Linked DNA regions of Anas platyrhynchos: region 2 is linked to region 1. A link is a contact called in public Hi-C data. All regions are on one chromosome and are shown on one strand. The core of a region is the stretch at or near the end of the contact, and the rest is flanking DNA. Distances in the headings are between cores, read along the strand shown.

The links. Hi-C and Micro-C count contacts between places; a contact is called where the count stands out from the background.
Region 2: a contact with region 1 is called in a Hi-C map of F1 follicle, with 2.3 times the contacts expected there. The contact joins the promoter of AXIN1 here to the enhancer-like site in region 1. A contact is called at or near these places in 4 of 8 Hi-C or Micro-C datasets (F1 follicle, liver, skeletal muscle and 1 more).

Annotation. Positions count from the first base shown.
Region 1 is chr15:9,051,158-9,056,003 of IASCAAS_PekinDuck_T2T, forward strand. AXIN1 (axin 1) reads right to left here. Exons shown (of 9, transcript XM_038186939.2): 6 at 1,156-1,709. Among named protein-coding and RNA genes, the nearest start is that of PDIA2, 20 kb to the left of the region's middle. Within about 2 kb of position 1,919, at least 3 of the 8 cell types and tissues checked have an H3K27ac peak or open chromatin away from gene starts, as enhancers often do. A contact at or near this core is called in F1 follicle, where this site is marked.
Region 2 is chr15:9,115,540-9,120,453 of IASCAAS_PekinDuck_T2T, forward strand. AXIN1 (axin 1) reads right to left here and starts at 2,117. Exons shown (of 9, transcript XM_038186939.2): 1 at 1,842-2,117.

The DNA.
Region 1 (4,846 bases), core at 669-3,168:
TCCCCTCTGCTCCGCTCTCGTGAGACCCCACCTGGAGCCCTGCGCTCAGCTCTGGGACCCCAGCACTGGAGGGACGGGGATCTGCTGGAGCAGGTCCCGAGGAGGCCATGAGGGTGGTCAGGGGGCTGGAGCTCCTCTGCTGTGAAGAGAGGCTGAGGGAGCTGGGAGTGTTCAGCCCGGAGAAGGGAAGGTTCTGGGGAGACCTTCCTGTGGCCTTTCAGTATATAAAGGGGACCTACAGGAACGATGGGGAGGCATCCTTTATCAGGGATTGAAATGACAGGGCAAGGGTAACAGTTTTAAATCTTAAGAGAATAGATTTAGATTGTATGTTCAGAAGAAATTCTCTGAGGAAGAAATCCTATTTCCTATGAGGACAGTGAGGCCCTGGCCCAGGCTGCCCTGAGGAGCTGTGGGTGCCCCATCCCAGGCAGCGCCCAAGGCCAGGCTGGGTGGGATTTGGGCAGCCTGAGCTGGGGGGAAGTGTCCCGTAGCAGGGGGCTGGAAACAGGTGATCTTTAAGGTCCCTTCCAACCCAAAGCATTCTCTCAATCCATGTTTCTAATTCAAACAAAGGAAAAACTGTCAAGAGCACACATGGCAGTGACATCTCTCCTGGGCAGAGATGGACACAGCCCTGCCTGAGAGAACATCCCCCTGGGATAGCAGGCCACAGCAGCACCAGAGCAACCACCCCTTATATATGAAGAGAAATAAACCCTTCTGGTAAATAAATTATGCCTTGCAGAAAGGAGTACTTTTGTGTCCTCTCATAAACAGCTTAAGAGTCCGGTTTCTGTTGCCCAGGCCCTAAGACACAGCCCTACACTTATCAGCTCCCAGTGCATGGTTAAGTCGACCAGCACCTCCGCTGCTTTAAGGAGCAGAAGAGCTACTTTATAACCAAGGCAATTAAAAATCCTGGTTAGAGGATGTCTTTTAGCACCAGACCCAGAGGTGAAAAGGGGCTTAAAAGGGTTATCAGGAAGCATTCATTTCTGAGGGGGAAGAGCAGTGAGAAGCCCTCAAACCATGTCCCATAAGAAAACATGGCTCAGCCACCCTGTTTCACTGGCATGCTAGAGCCCATTTATGAAAGAGCCTCCTAGAGAAGCTCCAGCTCCGGGACTCCCACTGGGTGTTGCCCTGACTCACCTGTAGCCTAAAGAGTCCATGGGGACAGAGGCCATGCCCAAGTTTTCAGTGTAGTTTCGTGACTTTGTTGCATAGTTATGTGAATCTACATTCCAAGCAAAGCTGTTCTGCACCCGCTGCGTGGCCTCGGCCTCAATTTGCTCTTTTGGTTTCATCACGCTGTGGTGATGGATGTGGTGGTAGACATGTTTATGGTGGTATAAGTTAGCTGCATCCAGTTTCATTCCTGATTTTGTTGTGTGTTTGCCATGCCCTGGAGGAATTGTTCCTAGTGTCCCTGACAGCTTTCCTAAGTGGCCGCTTTCTGGAGACCGTGGCTTAGGAGAGTGGCGGCCAGGTCCTGGAGATTGACAGCCTGGTGTTTTCATCACACGCTGTACGTGTTCATCGAGGATGCTTTCTGGGTTTTCTTCATGTGCATCTCTCATCTGCATCCCAGCACAGCCCATCTCAGAGTAACGAGGAGCAAAGTGATGAAAGGTTTGGGCAGAAGGCATCTTGTGGCTAATGACTGAAGGACCAGAAGAGATGTCTGCTTCCTCACCTTCTTCCTCCTGCAAGAAACCAGAGGACAATCAGAGAATGACAGCAGGCTGGCACAAGGGGTTTCTGGAGGTCTCTAGTCCCACCTCCCGCTCACAGCACGCCTGCCACCAACACTCAGACAGGTGAGCCCTGGCTTTGTCCAGCCGGGTCTTGAAAGCCTTCCAGATGGAGATGCCTCCCCTCTTTGGAGACCTGTCCCTGGCTGCGCTGCCCTCCTGTGGAAAGCTTCCTAGTGTGCAGCCTGAGCCTGCCCCATCCCGGCTCACCCCGCTGCCGCACCGCATGGCCCAAAGAGACCAGGCATCTGCTGACACAAAGCCAGGATTTACAGATGCGCCTTTCTTATAAGTGTACCGACTCGATCGGATTTATACGTGGGCAGAGGTTTGCTAAAAAGCTCCCCAAGTCCCTTGAAGATGGTTCTGCAACAACCAGCAGCGGAAACGCAGCTCACCGCAGCGTACCTGCAGCTTCCTACAGGCCTTCGGTGAGGCACTGCTTCAAAGGTCAGCAGATGAAGCACAAAGTCACAGGACATGCAGCAAAACCATTCTCAAGTCAGGAGATACCAGGGGGTTTTCTCACCCGAATGTTCCACAAAGCAAGGCAAACAGCAGGCTTGTAACAGGAGCGTACAACTGAAGGTCAACAGCAGCCTGAACGGTTTTGAAAATCAAACACCGCCTTCTCCCAGGCATGCTAATGCTCCAGCAAAACGCTTCGTGCAGATAAAGACACCGGCTGTAACTAACTGCTTGCTCTTATGGTTCCCAGTAGTCTAGGGCACGCTGTTGTTAGCACCTCTTTAGTCTGTGCCAGGAGGAATAAAACTCCTCCATGCTAACAGCCACAATTTTGATGCTGACAAACTATTTTATGCTCCAAGATAAACTCAGATGTTTATGAAGTTTCTTTATTGGAAAACAGGATGCCTATTTTTTTTAATCACATAAGTAGGATTCCAGCAAGTCCTTTAATCCCGCTCTCTCTTCCTCCTTTGGCACGTTTGCAGCACGGGGAATATCTGCCCTGCCAGATAAATGCATCTGCTAGAAAACACTGCCTCCCATCAGCTTTGCCTGTCAGTTGTTATCATCCATCACTTGCTAACCAGCTTCAAAGTCTCAGCTGCCAACCACAGAGCAAGAAAGCAAATAACAGACTTCCTCCAGTGGCACACCTGGGGGTTCCAAACTGAACCAGGGCCGATGCTGGGCTTCCAAAGTGCAGACGACGTGGACACTTGCAGCCCTCTGCCAGCCTGGGCTTCTCCTCCCAGCTCCTGTGCTGCCCTGCTGAGGTGCCTTTCCCTTCACCCTCTTTTGTGGCCACGGCCCCTCTGATTTCCCTGCCTCGCTGCAATGCAAACTGACTTCAAGGGATCCAAAAGATCTATTCATAACACCCTCATTCTTTTGCAAGAACCAGAAAGAGGCTGTTGTGCAAACTCATTGGAACAAGGCTGATCAGGATGACAGTGATCCCGGCTGTCACAGGGACTCCTAACACCAAGCCACTCTGCAGAGATGTGACTCAGTGTGTGACACAATGCCCACTCACAGAGGGGACACACCAGTCGCTCACAAATTGCTCCTAACTTCGGAAGCACCTTTCATCTCCAGTGGCAACGCTACAGCCTGCCAAATGCCCTCCCTGGGCAGCTGGGTTGGATACAGGAAAAAATGGAGCACGCACTGCCTAAATCCTTAATGCTGGGTTAAATTGTGATGACCCACTGACATACTCAACGCTTTGGAGGCTCTCAGGGCCGGTACCTACATTCTGGAGAGTTCTCAGGTTTAAACAGCAGCTGGTATCTGCAAGGCAAGATCTGCCCCTGGGGCAGATCCCTGATGAATGGCAGCACGTGCTTTCTGCTCTGGCGGTGCTGTCACACCGCAGCAGGGAGGCACAAACGTGCCCAGGGTGAACCTGGGACTGCCTAGCCAAATGGGTGCTTGGGATTTAGGAAATCTTCTGGCTACCTGAAATTCAATTGTGCAAATAACTGGGATCTGGTACTTTGTTTTGCTCCAAGACTGAGATCAGGGTGGGCTAAGGGAAGGAGAAGGATCTGGGGGTGTTGGTCAGTAGGTGGTGGAGTCACCGTCCCCGGGGGTGTTCAAGGAGAGGTTGGACGTGGTGCTTGGGGACGTGGTTTAGTGGGTGACAGTGGTGGTAGGGGGATGGTTGGACCAGATGATCTTGGAGATCTTTCCCAACCTTAATGACTGTGATTCTATGAGCAGATCTGGACCCTAAGCAGGTCCTCTGCCAGGAGCAAGTGCTGTTTGGGTTGGTGGTGTGCTGGTGAGCTCTGGTGGGCAGCTGGCTTCCTGACCCCAGCACTGGTCTCAGCCTCGCGTGAAGCAGGAAAGCCCCACGTTGAGACAATGGCAGGTAACGAGGGAAGGAGGCCCTGCTTCCAAGCCAACCTGTGTGAGACATCTCTACTTGCCTAGGATATCCAGAACTAAAAAGCTTGCAAATTAACTCATGCGCTAAACCAGGACAGATTCTTCCTCTTTTTAATCTCTTTGCCTGAGTTATCTGATCTTAGTCTGTGCCTGGCAGTGCAGCGCTAGCCCTCCCCTCCTCCCCAAACCTGCCTGCACCCAGATGAGCCGCTCTCGCCCGGCGGACACCTGCCCGCGGCTGGCATGGGTGGAGGAAAGGGGAGACGAGACAACACCGAGCTGCTGACCGAAGGAGCTGCAGGCAAGGGTTTGGTGTGGCTGCCCTGGGGAAAAGGCCATCCCCCAACCTGGCATTCTGGGTTTGCCAGCACGGAAAGCCTGGAGAGAGCCTCCCCACCCTGACCCAGAGGTGGGGAATTGCATGTTTTAATTTGCACAGTGGGGAGTGACAGCTAACCAAATCCTCTAAAGGTGCTGCTGGATGCCTGCAGCCAGGTATCCCCATATGTTTTGCCTATAGATTTCTATGTTTACTTCTACAAAATTACCTCTGAATTTTGTTTCAGGAGTTTTTACATCATGTGCATTTCTATTTAACTGTTATCAGATAAAAGTATCCCGGCAGGTTTTCTCAGCTGATTAGGTATAAACCCTGGTTTCCAGGAAACTATCTGAAGAACTGCTCTGGTAGGAGCAAGATGATAACTACTGCAGAAACCGGTGGGTCT
Region 2 (4,914 bases), core at 867-3,366, 65 kb after region 1:
GCGCTGATACTGCTCTGCATGATTACTGTACCGAATCCCCCTTCTCATCAGAATCAATGACAAAGCTCTCAGCAATTTCAGGGATCAGGATGAAACAGGTACCCTCTTCCTTCCTCCAAAAATGACAGAATATTCCAAAACTGTATCTAGCATCTGCCCCAACTGATAGCACTGGTGCTACAGTAACAGCCACCAGTTTCACATTATAGGTGTTTCTTCAGGACCTGGGATCTGGCATTCACTGGGTCCAAGAGATTTACACTCAGGTGCCAAGCGGTAACAGCCCACAGGACAGGCACACGGCAGCTTCTGCACTGGGATCAACTTCTCTGCAAAGCCCACCTGGACAGCACGTGTCCCAGGGCACATCAAGGCAGTGTGTTTTTACCTGGATACCAGCCTAGGAAATTCTCATCCCTAAAGAGGATTTTACATTAAGGCTTGGGAAAAAATATCCTGAAAGAACACCCAGTATGTACCAAAGCTGAGATCACACCTTAACCAAACACAGGTGGCTTTTGTACACCCCAGTGGCATACCACCGCGACATTCCTCTCTGCGTTGGAGAAACGCACTGCATCGCCTCATCTCGCTCCAGGGGAATCCAAACGCATCACTGACCCCAATATTTTGGGCATGCGAACAACATTCTTGCTTCCAATGGGCATGTCAGTACAGGACTTCAGGTCTGGCACCGTTTTTCATAGACAGAGGCCATTTAGCAAAGGTTCATTTAAGCTAACAGCACTGCACGCTGTGAGCCTGGGAAAATTTCAGGTCATCAAAGGAGGAGAGAATCACCCGAAGACGGCAATCGGCTCGCACACAGCGTTTTAAGAACAGGGCTGTGAGGCAACATGGAGGATGGGAGGCGTGGGGGGAGAAGGACAGACCCCGGGCTGCTGCCTTCACCCCCAGACAAGGTGAGAGGCGTTTCAGACCAGCTGCACCAGGTGCTCTCTGAAGGCCCATCCCGACGGAGCCGCTCTGTTCCTGAAAGTAGCCAAAGTCTTGTTTCACAGAGCACCACCCGCCCCAAGGCCCTGCAACCCCTGCAGCCCCAGCCGCCTGCCAAACCGCTCCTTGTGCTGGATGAACTCCACCGCACACGAAAACAGCGCAGGGAACACGCACCCCATCGCAGCCCGCCTCCCCGCGCTCGCCGCGCCCAGATGAACACATCTTTTGGATGCTCTGCCTTTATTTTTTTTTTTTCCTCCCTCTGTTCCTCTCAACCCAAAGCCACCGCCGAGGCTCCAGGTCCTCCCTCCCCACCGACCTGCGAGCCGCGAGCACCCCCGGCAAGGGGCGAGGGGAGCCGCGAGGCCCGGAGGCCTCGTGCCCAACCTGCGCCCACCACAGCGGGCACCGGAGCCCCCCGGGGCTGCCCCAGCGTGGCCCCGAGCCGCCGGTCCCGGGCAGCTCCGCGGCTCGGCTGGGCTGGGCTCGGGTCCCCCCCCTCAGCTCGTGGCGACCTCCCGGAGCCGCCGCCGCCTCCCGGCCCGCTGCGAGTTGCCCCGCACGCCGCCCAGGGCTCCCCGGGAAGCCGCTCGCAGCCCGGGCGCTGTCACGGCCCCCAGCAGCACCGGGGGGGCGAGAGCCGAGGAAAGGAGGAGAAGGGAGGGAGGCGAGAAGCGCCCCCACCGGACCCACCGCCCCCGCGGCCCGGCCCGGCCCGGCAAGGGCCGCCCCGGGCGCCCGCCCCCCGCTCTGAGGGCGGCCTAGCCCCGGCTCGGCGGCTCCCGGCGCGGCCCCGCTCCGCCCGCACGGCGGCGGCGGCCTCCGGCGCGGCCTCGGCGCAGGGCCTGGGCTCGGGGCCGCCTCCCCGCCCGCTCACTCACCCGCACGGTGCGGCGGCGGCGGCAGCGGCGGCGGCGCGGGGCCCGGCCCATGCGGCTTCAGCAGCGGCAGCGGCGGCTTCGGCAGCGGCCCGGAGCGGCGGGGGGAGGAGGCGGCGGCGCCCGGGCCGAGGAAGCGGAGGCGGCGGCGGCACAAAGCGGGCGGCCCGGGACGCCCATGGCCGCGGCCGCTGGCTCTGGCGGCGACACGGCGAGCAGCCAGCCCCGCACCGCTCCGCTCCGCCTGCGCCGCTGCCTCGCAGCGCCGGGGAGAGAGCGGCTCAGCCGCGCCCCCCGCGCCCCCGCCCGGTACTGCGGGGCCCGGCCGCGGGGGAGGAGCGGCCCCGGCCCGGCCCCGAGCCCCCGCAGCCTCCCCGGGGCCTCCTCTCGGGGTGCCGGTGCCCGGCCCGGCGGGGCTCGGGGGCTGCCGGGGCTCGCCCGGCCCGGGGAGGCGGCCCCGGGGATCGCGGGGGCCCTGTGGAGACCCCGGCACAGCCCCGAGCCGCTGCTTTGTTCGGCACCTGAGCAGCCCGAGGTGGGAGCGCAGTGTGGAATTGCCTCCCTCTCTCCTTTTTTTTTCCCCTCCTGCTTGCTCTGGGCAGAAGAAGCCCAGAGGAGCGCAGCCGAACGCCCTGGGCACGATGCAGCCCGGGGGAGGCTCCTGCTTTGGAGACCTCCGGTTCTGCGGCACAGCAACAGCTGGGGAAAAAGGCTGGGAAAAGGCCTCAGCCCTCGAAGTGACCCTCGAAGCCAGCTCGGTGGTGCCACAGGCCTCCTCTGCTCGCACAGGGACCGATTGGCACGCATTTATCTGAGCACCTCCTCAAAAAGACCGCACGGCTGTGGGGTGAGGGATGGAGCAGTGTGGATGCTCCATGAGCGGCTCTTGCCTTAACAAACAGCTCGAGCAGTTGTCCAAACTGCAGCTGTGTCCTTCTCTGTGTAGCCGAGCAATTCTGCAGCAAAGAGGAAAAAGGCAACTCGCCAAGAGGTGGCACTGCGCGGACTGAAATGGGTGAAACAACATGGAGCCTCTTGAGAAAGGCCTGAGGGGATCGTGCCTTACCCAGGGGTGGCTGGTGATAGGAAGCTTCTGGCCAGAAATGCCCCAGCATGTGGGATGTAATGGGGTCTGGGAGTGCTGGGTGACAGTGCAAAAAGAAGGGGGTTAGCATATGCAGAGACTGAACAAGAATAGTCCTGCAGGTAAATGCAAAGCCTGTTTCTTCCCTGGAAGGTGAGGATAGCCAGAGCCCTGGACCCAAGCATGGCAGATCCCTAGGTATGATCCCAGAAAATAAACAAGCAACACGAGCCACGAGGCAGTCCTCTCAAAATCAAAAATGACAAAAATTTTCTGGTAGGGATTGGTTTCTGATTTTTCACTCAATTAGCATTCTCCTATCACACATACCGGTGTGTTCAACATTTTTTTTTTTTTTGCGTTTGTGTTTTGTTGTGCACTCTCAGAAACTGACATGTTTTTCAGCTTCCTAAAACGCACAAAAGTTCACCCCCAGTGCAGCAGCACTCCCCTTCCCTGGCGGAGAGCCTGGCAGAATGGTGCAGGTCCTTGTGCTTTCATGTGGATGATGCTCAGAGCATGTAACAGTGCAACACTGATCTCAGGCATAATAATAGAAAAGCTGATGTGGGATTCAGCTGGTAAAGAATTAAAGGATGGGAATATAATTAATGCAATCAGCCTGGTTTCTGGAAAATAGCTCTTGTCAAACTCTGATGTCATCCTTTGAAGAGATTACAAGTTTGGCTGATAAAGGTTACGGCATAGAAATAATAGACCTGGACCCTGTTCAGGCATGTGACTTAATCCATATAGTATTCTGATTAAAAATTAGCACAATACAACATCAAGAGGGACACCTTAAAGGGACTGGGAGCTGGCAAACCGACAGCCATCAATGGGGAATCCTCGCAGAATGGGAGCACTCTCAGTGGGTGTCCGCAGGGTTTGATGTGAAGCCCAATGCTATTCAGCATTTTCATCAATGGTCTAGAAATAGATTAAAAAGCCCTGCTGAGAAAAATGCAGGGGCCAGGGAAACGGGGGGGGGCAGGAGACACGGACGAGGTCAAGACAGCTGTAGAAAGCTTCATAAGCTGAGTCTGGGCAAATAAAACGTGGCTGAATGTAGGCAGCTGCAGAACGGTGCCTCCGAGGGGCACAGGGTGCAGGGCACCGCTTCTCATGGAAACCTGTGCTCTGCAGAGGGCTGCCTCGGAAAAGAGCTGAGGAGGAAGGAAGAGCAATATAGGAGCAGCAGGGCCCTGGAAAGTCCTGGCTGGGACCGGTGTGGAAGCTACAGCAGGAGGAGACAGGCCAGCCTTGGCTGGAGGACAGGGGAATGGCAAGGAGGTGCATGGGTTTAGGTGTGTAGGGACAAGTGAGAGCAGATGTGTAGGGCACCTAGGTCATGCATCTGCATTTGAAAAGGATGCTGAAAAATTAGAAGGTGGAGAGTTATAACTGACCCCAGCTCTAGAGAAGTCACTTTGCAGGGGGATGCCCGAGATATGCAGCCTGTTCAGCTATTTCAAAGGAGCCCAAAAGATGCCTTGATTATAGCACTTAAAATTCATGGGTGAGAGACTATCAGGTATTAGAGAGCTTTCAGTCTCTCAGAGAAAGGCCCAGCAAGAATTCATGGCCTGAACAGAGTTCACATGAGAAACTGAAGCCAGATTTCTCCGTGAGAGTTGTCAGAAGGGACACCCAGAGGCAAGGGGGTGGGATGAGGAGTTTGGGTGCAATGAGGTGCGTGCAGCTGAACCACCGGAGCTGCCACGGAGCTGCTGCTACCCTTCCCTGTAGCTGCTGCTGCTTACGGCTCCTCAGGGCCCAGGGCAGCAGGAGGAGTGCCGGGAGGCTTCTCCTGCACCAGCTGGCTCCCAGCAGCGTTGCCTCCAGCTCAGGGGACTCAGGCTGAGGCGAGGAGCCAGCAGCCATCTCACCCCGTGGCTCCTGCAGCGAGACCATGCAGGGAAGGCGTGGAGGGCACAGTCCCAGGTACAGGTGGCTCCCTGACTCCTGCTGCAGCTCTCCGAGGCCCTGGCA